Regions from separate parts of the Hordeum vulgare genome. Here regions 1 and 2 are each linked to region 3. Evidence: chromatin contacts called from public Hi-C and HiChIP or PLAC-seq data. All regions are on one chromosome and are shown on one strand. The core of a region is the stretch at or near the end of the contact, and the rest is flanking DNA. Distances in the headings are between cores, read along the strand shown.

Region 1 (3,169 bases), core at 589-3,088, 430 kb after region 3:
AATGTATGTATATTTGTTAATAAAGGACGGCTAATCGGCCACCCTGGTAAATATGGGTCGCGTGTGTTGAACATACTGACGATCCATATCTTAATTACACGGACGACGAGCGGGCTGCCGACTGTTCCAAACGGATAAAAAACAGATTTTTTTTTAAATGAGGTCGATTTTAAATTTTGTTAGCTTAAAAAGTCTAAATATTTTTAGGGATATTTTTATCCACCGACTGATGGCCGCGCCGGCTGGGGTGCATGCCCCCAACTGTCATACTCGTACGTAGCATCCACGCAGAACAGCTTTGCCATAGCAGGTCATGGACAGCGAGAGGCGCCCGTGTTTCTTTAATGCTTTCTTCCCGAGCGGATATAGAGGGTGCTGACTCGGAGCCGACGCGACGCCGCCCGGATTTGGCAGCGGTGCTCGGTCTCCACGTCACCTACACGTCGGCGCCTGTTGCCGCCCGCTGCAGTCAAAATTAAGCGCGTGCCAGCCAGCACGCAGGGTGAACGTGCTGGCCAGCCGCGTCCCTGCCCATCGACACCACGACGGCGGTGCCCTGCGATCCGAGCTGGCGTCTGGGGGACGACGAGACGACCGCGCACCGCCGATGGATCTCACCCGCCGTTTGGGGGCTCGAATCCGTTTTCCAGCCCGGAGAAAGTTTGCCACCAGCAGCAGCAGCCACATCGTCTGGAAGGCCTCTTTGGACGAAACGTGCGTTGATTCGTCCTGGCTGCCTGCTTAAAAAAAGGAGATGGCCGGCTTCTTGAACTGCTCAAGTGCCGCGGCGCTCGCTTTCCATTTAGAATGACCACTTGGATTATGTTAAGCTTAACCCGCAGCCCATTACTTAACAGATACAGTAGTATAATATAATTGTCCTTCTCAGAATCACGACCGCTGAATCGCCACGGCGAGACGAGATCTTATTTTTTCCGGTCGAGCGTTGCAAGGTTGCTTTCAGGAGGCCCTACCCGCCTCACCACGAAAACTAGATATAGCCCGTTGTCTGTCGAGACATGGTAAAAGACAACGCACAACTTCCAATCTGATGAGCCCTGCCACGGGCGTCGTAGCTGCGGCCCGAGCACGCGATGCGAGCGATGGCCCGACGCTGAGCACGATGGATCGCGTCGCGCGGAGGCTCTGAGCCACATGCTTTGCCTTTCGACCAAAAACCACAGATTTGTTAGCCGGGACGGGACTCCACAAAGATCTTAAATGCGGCAGAAGAAACAGAGCAATACTACAAACAAGCCTACAGGAGCGGAGATTCTCAAAAGAAAAAAAAATCCTACAGGAGCGGTGTGCAGGCGCTTCCCCGGCGCGCGCGTCACGCCCTGCGTCACCCCGGCCACGGCGTCGTGGCCACGCCTGCACCCGACACGTTTTTATCGCCGCAAAGGCGTGCCCACCGGGAAAGAAGAGGACGAAACGAGCCACCGGAACAGTTAAAATGGGCGACAATTATGTAAGCAACCACGGCCGCCTGGATCTGGTCCGTCCGTCGGCCAGCGGCGCCTGTAGCGGCCCTCATCGTAACCGTTAATAAGTGAGTGCGCCCCACAAGGGGAGGGGAGGTGGGGCGCGTGACGCCAGCTGGCATCGGAGAGTGCGAGCGCAAACCTTATCCCCTGCGCGTCGCCCGCCCCCCGTTTCGCGCAGCCTAGATAGGCGCGGTCCACGGAGATCGCACCCACCGACCCGGCGGCTGCCCGTTGCTGTCAGTGGGCGCTAGTCCACGAGGGAGTCGTGCACCGAGCCTCAGCCTCAGCCCGAGCCTAACCCCCACCCCGTGGAATATACGGGGCGCGTCCTCCTCCCCCGTCCCCAACCTCTCGCCTCCGGTTTCACTTCCAAACTCGAAAGCCCACCACTCCCCCCCCCCCCCCCCCCAACCTCCCTCGCTCGCCGTCTCGATCAGATCGGATCGGATCAAAGCGGGGCACGATCTCGCGGTTTCCGAGGGGCCTGGATTTCCCGAGGCGGCGGTTTCAGCCATGATGTCGCGGTCGTATACCAACCTGCTCGATCTCGCCGAGGGCAACTTCGCCGCGCTGGGCCCGGCGGGCGGCGGGGCGCGGCGGAGGTCGGGCTCGTTCGGGATGAAGCGGATGTCGCGGGTCATGACGGTGCCGGGGACGCTGTCGGAGCTCGACGGGGAGGACGAGTCGGAGCCGGCGGCCACCAACAGCGTCGCCTCCGACGTGCCCTCCTCGGTGTCGGGCGAGCGCCTGCTTGTCGTCTCCAACCAGCTCCCAATCGTCGCGCGCCGCCGCCCCGACGGCCGCGGCTGGTCCTTCTCCTGGGACGACGACTCGCTGCTCCTCCAGCTCCGCGACGGCATTCCCGACGAGATGGAGGTGCTCTTCGTCGGCGGCGTGCGCGCCGACATCCCCCTCGCCGAGCAGGACGAGGTCTCGCAGGCGCTGTACGACCGCTTCCGCTGCGTCGGGGTGTTCCTCCCCGAGTCCCTCCACGACCGCTTCTACCACAGCTTCTGCAAGCGCCAACTCTGGCCTCTCTTCCACTACATGCTCCCCTTCGCCTCTACACCAACCTCCTCCTCATCCTCCTCATCGGCTTCCCCGGCTGGCAACGGCCGCTTCGACCGCGGCTCGTGGGAGGCATACGTGCTCGCCAACAAGTTCTTCTTCGAGAAGGTCGTGGAGGTCATCAACCCGGAGGACGACTACGTGTGGGTCCACGACTACCACCTCATGGCGCTTCCCACCTTCCTCCGCCGCCGCTTCAACCGCCTCCGCATCGGCTTCTTCCTCCACAGCCCATTCCCCTCCTCGGAGATCTACCGCACCCTGCCTGTCCGCGAGGAGATCCTAAAGGCGCTGCTCAATTGTGATCTCATCGGGTTCCACACTTTCGATTACGCCAGGCATTTCCTCTCATGCTGCAGTAGGATGCTGGGAATCGAATACCAGTCCAAGCGTGGATACATTGGATTGGAGTACTTTGGCCGCACTGTTGGGATCAAAATCATGCCGGTGGGAGTTCATATGGATCAGTTGCAGTCGGTTCTCTGCTTGCCGGACAGGCAGTGGAGAGTTTCCGAGCTGCAGCAGCAGTTTGAGGGGAAGACTGTGTTGCTCGGTATGGATGATATGGATATCTTTAAAGGGATCAATTTGAAGCTTCTTGCCTTTGAGAATAT
Region 2 (3,211 bases), core at 498-2,997, 370 kb before region 3:
CCCCAGGGGACGATGCGGGGGCGCGGTCCTTTTTTCCACCCTAGCCTATTTTGTATTTTGCGTTGTATGATTGTCTCCCATTACAGTTGCATGGCATTCAGATCTAATTTCTCAATTTGCAAGTTCCAGTAGCATGTGAGTCATTTGTTGATGGACAAAACAAATTTGTGTGAGCTGTTTCCTAGTGAACACTCTATTCTCAAACGGGAATCACAGAGCTATCATTTTGTCCTATCATTCTATCAATTAGGCAAGAATTCCCTTGATGAACCAAAGACTTATGTATGTCTATAGTCTGTACACACAGCATAGCAAAAAAAAAAAATCAAATCAAGACTGTTATTGTCACAATTTGTACTGCTCCTTATTTTCCGCAATCAGGTTTTCGTCCTATAACCTGTGTCCGAGCCGAGTGTAGGCAGTGGGTTTCCTGATGATGCATCGAAACTGCTCCTTATTTTCTGCATCCCCTCTTTTTGTGTGAATGTTGCTGCTCTAAAGTGGTCTCGATGACCTGCTGCTGCAGTTGCTGGCTAGACAGCTAGCTGATCGAAATCATTTGTATCGTGCTACAGGCCAGATAAGTTGGGAACCAACTTATGTTGTACGAGTGTAATTATACCCCCACATGATTCAGAAACGTAGTGATTCTGTGGCAATTTCTATTCTGAGATCTAGCAAGAATAACCCTCTGCAGTGGTCATTTCATCGCCAAGGCCACACCAACAGATCTTCCAAAACCTGTGACACACCTTTCCTTCTCCAATCACACCCCTCGCATGGTCACACCAAGTGTGCTGGTGCATAATCCAACAATTCCACGATGCATCTCTCCACTGGTTTATGTATGAACTCCAATAAAAGAAGACACCACAGCCACTAGAAGTCTAGAACAACAACAATGGTTTCAACCCCAAACCACTAAACTCTAAGATGTAAGAAACGAAAGTCCAACAGCTAAATCACAAGTAGGTGTCCGATCTAACCTAGAGGACGAATCAAGTGAAACGCAGACCTGAGTTGGGGTACCAAGCAATAGTACTTCATTTGGTATTTGCCACTGCTTTACTACTCCACTCCGATCCACACTATACCAAGATCGTCTAGACTGGCAACAAAAATGAAGCAATCACCAGATTACCAGCATCACCAAACTAATTTGATAGAGCAAATGAATGGCCAAGCGAAGGTAGCATCCTGGGTCCGAAGAAACAGATCAGGAAGCAAGCAAATCCATACTGGCGAGCATACTACTACCAGCGATTTGAACAGCTACTAACAGGAAGTGGCAGGAGTTAGTAATTAAGAGATGGGAGGCGAGCAAGCACCTCTCCTGGCCAGCGGTGTCCCAAATCTGGGCCTTGACGACCTTGCCGTCGACCTGGAGGCTGCGGGTGGCGAACTCGACCCCGATGGTGGACTTGGATTCGAGGCAGAACTCGTTCTTGGTGAAGCGCGAGAGCAGGTTGGACTTGCCGACGCCGGAGTCGCCGATGATCACCGCCTTGAAGAGGTAGTCGTAGTCGTCCTCCGCCCTGTAGGCGCCGCCTCCGCTGCCCGCCATCCCCTTGCCTGTCTCGCGGGTCCTGGACCTTCCTCCTCCCCGGCCAGCTAGTGCTAGGCTCTGGATCTCGCGGGGTCTGGCTGGGTGCAGCGTTGGCGTCGCTGTGGACGACGACGGAGCAGTAATGGGCGACAGCGACACCGTGTGAACTGGGTTTGCTGCCTTGCTGCTGCTACGCAGTCGTAATAAATCTGAAATATTTATTTGGTGCGCCGTTCTTGTGCACGAAACCCCCTGCAGTTTTATGATTTAGGCTGTGTTTGGTTCCAAACTATTTTTAAAGTATTTCAAGAATACTACAGTCAAAATACAATGATTTTAAATACTTTGAGGTGTTTGGGTCTGATTAAAATTGTAGTATTATAAACTACAATATACATAAAACTGTAGTATTTTTGCAGTATTATTACGACACTGTATATTTCGATTGCCAAACATGTCATTGTTTTCATAAACTACAGTATACATTGTCATTGTATAAAAAATTGTAGTATTAAAATACCGAGGTTTAGAAACAAAACATTGCTTTCAACTAAACCTTAGTGTAAAATTGTGCTCTACCTCGAGAGTCAAGATGTAGATCCATTTGGAACATGTATATTTGAAGATGCAAAAGTAGGTGCTATAGAATTTACATCATCAAAAAGTGATTTTATATTTTTAAAAAGGTTTCAACCTCAACAGATGATGTAAAACGATAATGTAAATGGGCAACTCCAATAGTTGATGTAAACTGGAGATGCAAAACTGACCGACCGTCGCACGGCCGCTGTACAGCCGGCAACGGTTGCAAGCGGCGGGGACTGCACAACTAAAGAGATGGCCGGTGTCGTCGGGAGCTCTGTGTGGCAGGCGTGCGTCTTCGCACGGCCGGAAGAACGGCAAGGCTTGCGGCCATCAAGCAGACGAAGTGGCGTGCCTTCACTATCTCTCGCGGGGGGAGGGGGCACGGGTCTAATCTTGGATGAAGCCTACCCCATCGTAGACCTCACACGCGAAGGCATTTAGGCCAGCCGCGGGCGTCGAAGAAACTTCGATTCATCGACGGCTGAAACTGAATCGACGGCTCTGGGCGGCGCCTGGGCGAGGTAAGCGGCTGGGGACGAGGGGTGGGGTGGCGAAGTAACGGCGGGCCCGTGTGGGCGTCGGGCGGTGGACAGCGGCGACGATTTGAAGTGGATTTGGCTGGCAGCGGAGTTGGGCGGCCGCAGCCGGTCGCGCGGAAGGGAAAGGAAGTGGCGGTTGGGTGGTTGGTGGACGGACGCGACTTTACATCTCCTCGAGTTGAAGATGCAAAATTGCACCACAAAGTGGTATAGGATACATCTCGCAGATGTATTTTTTTTGTATCTGCATAATGTCTTGAAGCGGCGTTTTGGGGCCTCGAAGCTGCAAAAGCTAGTTATTTTTTGCATCTACATCTTCTATTGTAGATGCTATAATATCTTTGAGATGCTAGCAGAGAACGAGAAATAAAGTGTATTCCCTCACTTTGTATTAGTTGAGGGACTAGTAGGTAGTAGCAAGTTCATCACAAGGTGTGGCTCCCTCGCATCGCCTCCTCCAGGACGATGGGGGCGCTAACCCTAGCCCCTGCCGCCGGTACCCCCTTCCCGTTCTCATCTCCCCTCGCAATCCTTAAAGGTG
Region 3 (3,085 bases), core at 3-2,502:
ACAAATGTGACACACAGTATAGTGTGGCGCCTCATTGTCGGCGCCACACAAAAGGATCAGTTATATGAATTTTTTCAAACGCGGTTTAGATTATGAAATTTTTTCGCGTGTAGATCAAATTTATCAATTTTGCCCACAGCCAGCGCGTTTATAGGAGAAGAAAACAAGCATCTCTGAAAAAGATCGCCGTACTTCGCCAATTATGAACCACCGGCACATGTTACATGGACGAGCCGGGCGGCTGCCCGACAAAGGAAGTTCAGCTACGAGCCTGGCCGGTGACGGTGGCCACGCGGGCGGGGTTGAGCTCAAACCAGACCTGGCGAAACACCTTAACGATGCAATCGTGGTGCTCGTCGGCGTTGAGCGAGAGGTAGCACGCCAAGAGCGTCTCCAGCTCCTCCGGCCGCCCGATGCGCTTGCTCGCGATCATCTCCACCATCGAGTCGCGGAATTCCCGCTGCGGGTCGCTCGTCCGCCGCACCACCGCGAACCTCTCGAGCCCCGACACGGCTGCCACGGCGCACCGTGGCGACCGGACGCGGACCGCTGCCAGCCTCGCGCCCGGCGCAGTCCTTCCGGAGAAAGATCGCCGCCCGGTTCCTCGGCGACGGCGCTGGCGCCTCGGAGGCAGCTTCTCTTCGTCCGCGTCGGATGGTAGCGGCGGCATTGCCGTCAGCACCGGGGTCGGCGCAGGCTGCGGCGGGGAGGCGGCGCGGGAGAACGCGATGAGGTGCCTGAGCGGAGGGAGATCCCGATCACCGCCGACGGAGTAGTGGCGTCGGCGGTAGAGCTGGCGCGCGGCCGTGGCCTCAGCCTCGGCGTCGTCGTTGCCGACCGAGAGGCGACGCGGCACGATATCAGCGGCCGCGGCCGTGGGTGAGAAGGCATCTGCCGGATTGCTCTGCGGTGCCGGGCCCGGGGTCGCGCGCTCGTGGAAGCCGCCGCCGCCGGAGCTCTTGGGCTCAGGCGCGCCGTGCTTGAGCTTAGAGGAAGCAGCGGCATTGTGCTTAGCCGTGAGCTTGGAGAACCATGTGAGCGGCGAGAAGGCCGCCTTGCCCTTGCCGCTCTTGCTCTCTTGGTGCGCATGGTCCTGCTGCTTGGTAGTTTTCAGCCCCCACCACCCCATGGCTATCTGCTGGTTTCTCGGTGTTCTTGGTGAGCTCGGTTATTATGTGATGTGAGCTTGGAGTGTGAGGAGAGAAGAGTCCGGGGCCATGGGGTATTTAAAGTCGAGGGGTTTTGGCGGCCAAGCTACGGTATGACGTTTGAAAGTTCAAAGCTGGGAAGCTAGAGCTTTAATAAGCCGTCCACTTCTCTTTTGCATGCATGTGCCCTGCATTTTGGCTGATTGATTTGCGTGATTGACGCTAGTGATATTTAAGCTGATTGTTCGGGAGTAATAGTAGGAGTACATCATGTTTGGCGTGTCCCTCGCAGACTTCAAAGTAGTAGTACTATTAGTGCAGCCTTTGGCGACATGCTAATATCACACAGCCCTGCTGTATGTATGACTTTTGTTGTGTTTACCCAGATCTTGACAGTGGTCTCTTTTACAGATTATGATCAGGAGATCGATTTGGATGCACTCAACAAGACCGGCTTATTAGCGCTGGCATCAGGGACAATGAGACATGGCTGGGCGTGGAGCGATCAGGAGGAGTGCAACTTTGGGAACAGAAAGTGAGATGCAACCAAAGGGAATCACCGATCGAGGAGGCCACTGGGGCGAAACTCCTGAGACCCCATTCCACGAGGCCACGGCGCAAACTCGCCTCTCGTCTTTGCGTGCGTGCGTGCGTGCCCTGGCTGCCTTTCCATTCCTTTTCACCGCGAGAGAGCAGAGCTGCAGACACGCGCGCTGCGGATTGCGGGAAAAGGGCGGCACCGTGGCGTGGAGTAGCAGCTGCAGAGGCTGTGGACTGTGGTGGTGATTGGAGATTGGGTGGGGCCCGCGGCCTGTGCCTGGCGTGCCGGCTTTTGCATGCCTACGGCTACGGTTGTTGCATCCTCTGCGTCTGAGCAGCGTGAGTGTCCGGCCTCCTGCTTTGTTCGAACAAAGTCCCGCCTCGGGCATTCCACGCCTTTTTACTGACCTGCGGCCGGGCCTGTCTCTGCTACTCCCTACTTTTCCATGCATGCGAGGATAAACTGTAGCGCTCCCGCGACAAAAATTCGTCTTTTGACTGTAAAAATTTCGAGATTTGACTATTTTTTACCGACGGGTCATCCTGCCGCTCCTCGCGATATCTCTCCCAAATAATAAAGCGGCTATGCCTTCTGCCGTCGTACCGTTTTTGCAGAAAAGTCCCCCTATTTTTGTGAAATCAACCCGCGGTCTTTCATTAAGTGGAAAAAACGTTTCGTTTTTTCAAAAAAAGCCCCTGGGCAGCTGTCACTCCGGCGCATATCGCGTCCGCCCCGACCCGATTCACCTCCTCCCCTCGCCGCCGACCGTTTGCGTCCTTCGGGCAAAGCCTCCGCGCGGATCCGATGGCGGTGGGGTCTCAGGCGCGCTGGACCGGCTTGGCTTCGAGCGGGCGGCTCTGCAGCGAGCTGGAGGTCGAGGCTGGCCGCGATGCAGAAGCCAGGCGGGCGGCGACGGCGATATCCGTCCAGACCCGACGCTGGACTGCCACGGAAACGGTCGAGGAAGGGCTTGTCGGAGATGAAGCGGAACCAGCTGTGGGAGACGAGCATTGCGCGGGTGAGGCACGCCGCGTCCTGAAGGCGTGTCGGGGGTGCAGCAGAGGCGCCCCTCTTCCCTGGATGAGGGAGGGAGGGACGCGTCGGAGCAGCGACGCCGGATCTGCTGATGCTGGTGGAATTGGGATAAGGTAGCTCCCACATGGCTGCTCGCTGCTGCCGGAGACAGGGAGGGGAGGTTGGGCGCTCTGCTGCTTGCTCCTTGCTGGCTGGATCCAGGGGGAGAAGGTGGTGAGGGGAGGTGGGGTGTGCTGCTTCTTGCTCCTTGCTGGCTGGATCTAGGGGAAGATGGGGTGTGCTGACGGACGGGGAGGCTACTTGCTCCATGCTGGATGGAGATAAGGGGAGAAGGTGGGGATCCTATCCTAGCTACAGGCAG

What was found. Hi-C and Micro-C count contacts between places; a contact is called where the count stands out from the background. HiChIP or PLAC-seq counts read pairs in DNA pulled down with a chosen protein or histone mark.
Region 1: a contact with region 3 is called in an H3K4me3 HiChIP or PLAC-seq map of embryo, with 10 times the contacts expected there. The contact joins the promoter of LOC123444408 here to the promoter of LOC123440255 in region 3. A contact is called at or near these places in 1 of 6 Hi-C or Micro-C datasets (leaf) and 1 of 1 datasets of contacts at active chromatin or transcription factors (embryo).
Region 2: a contact with region 3 is called in a Hi-C map of seedling, with 2.7 times the contacts expected there. The contact joins the promoter of LOC123444410 here to the promoter of LOC123440255 in region 3. A contact is called at or near these places in 1 of 6 Hi-C or Micro-C datasets (seedling) and 1 of 1 datasets of contacts at active chromatin or transcription factors (embryo).

The regions. Positions count from the first base shown.
Region 1 is chr3H:486,006,247-486,009,415 of MorexV3_pseudomolecules_assembly, reverse strand. LOC123444408 (probable alpha,alpha-trehalose-phosphate synthase [UDP-forming] 7) reads left to right here and starts at 1,838. Exons shown (of 3, transcript XM_045121109.1): 1 at 1,838-3,169. The coding sequence starts at 2,001.
Region 2 is chr3H:486,801,212-486,804,422 of MorexV3_pseudomolecules_assembly, reverse strand. LOC123444410 (ras-related protein RIC2-like) reads right to left here and starts at 1,747. Exons shown (of 2, transcript XM_045121111.1): 1 at 1,329-1,747. The coding sequence starts at 1,564.
Region 3 is chr3H:486,431,869-486,434,953 of MorexV3_pseudomolecules_assembly, reverse strand. LOC123440255 (transcription repressor OFP1-like) reads right to left here and starts at 1,252. Exons shown (of 1, transcript XM_045116832.1): 1 at 175-1,252. The coding sequence starts at 1,129. The coding sequence ends at 260.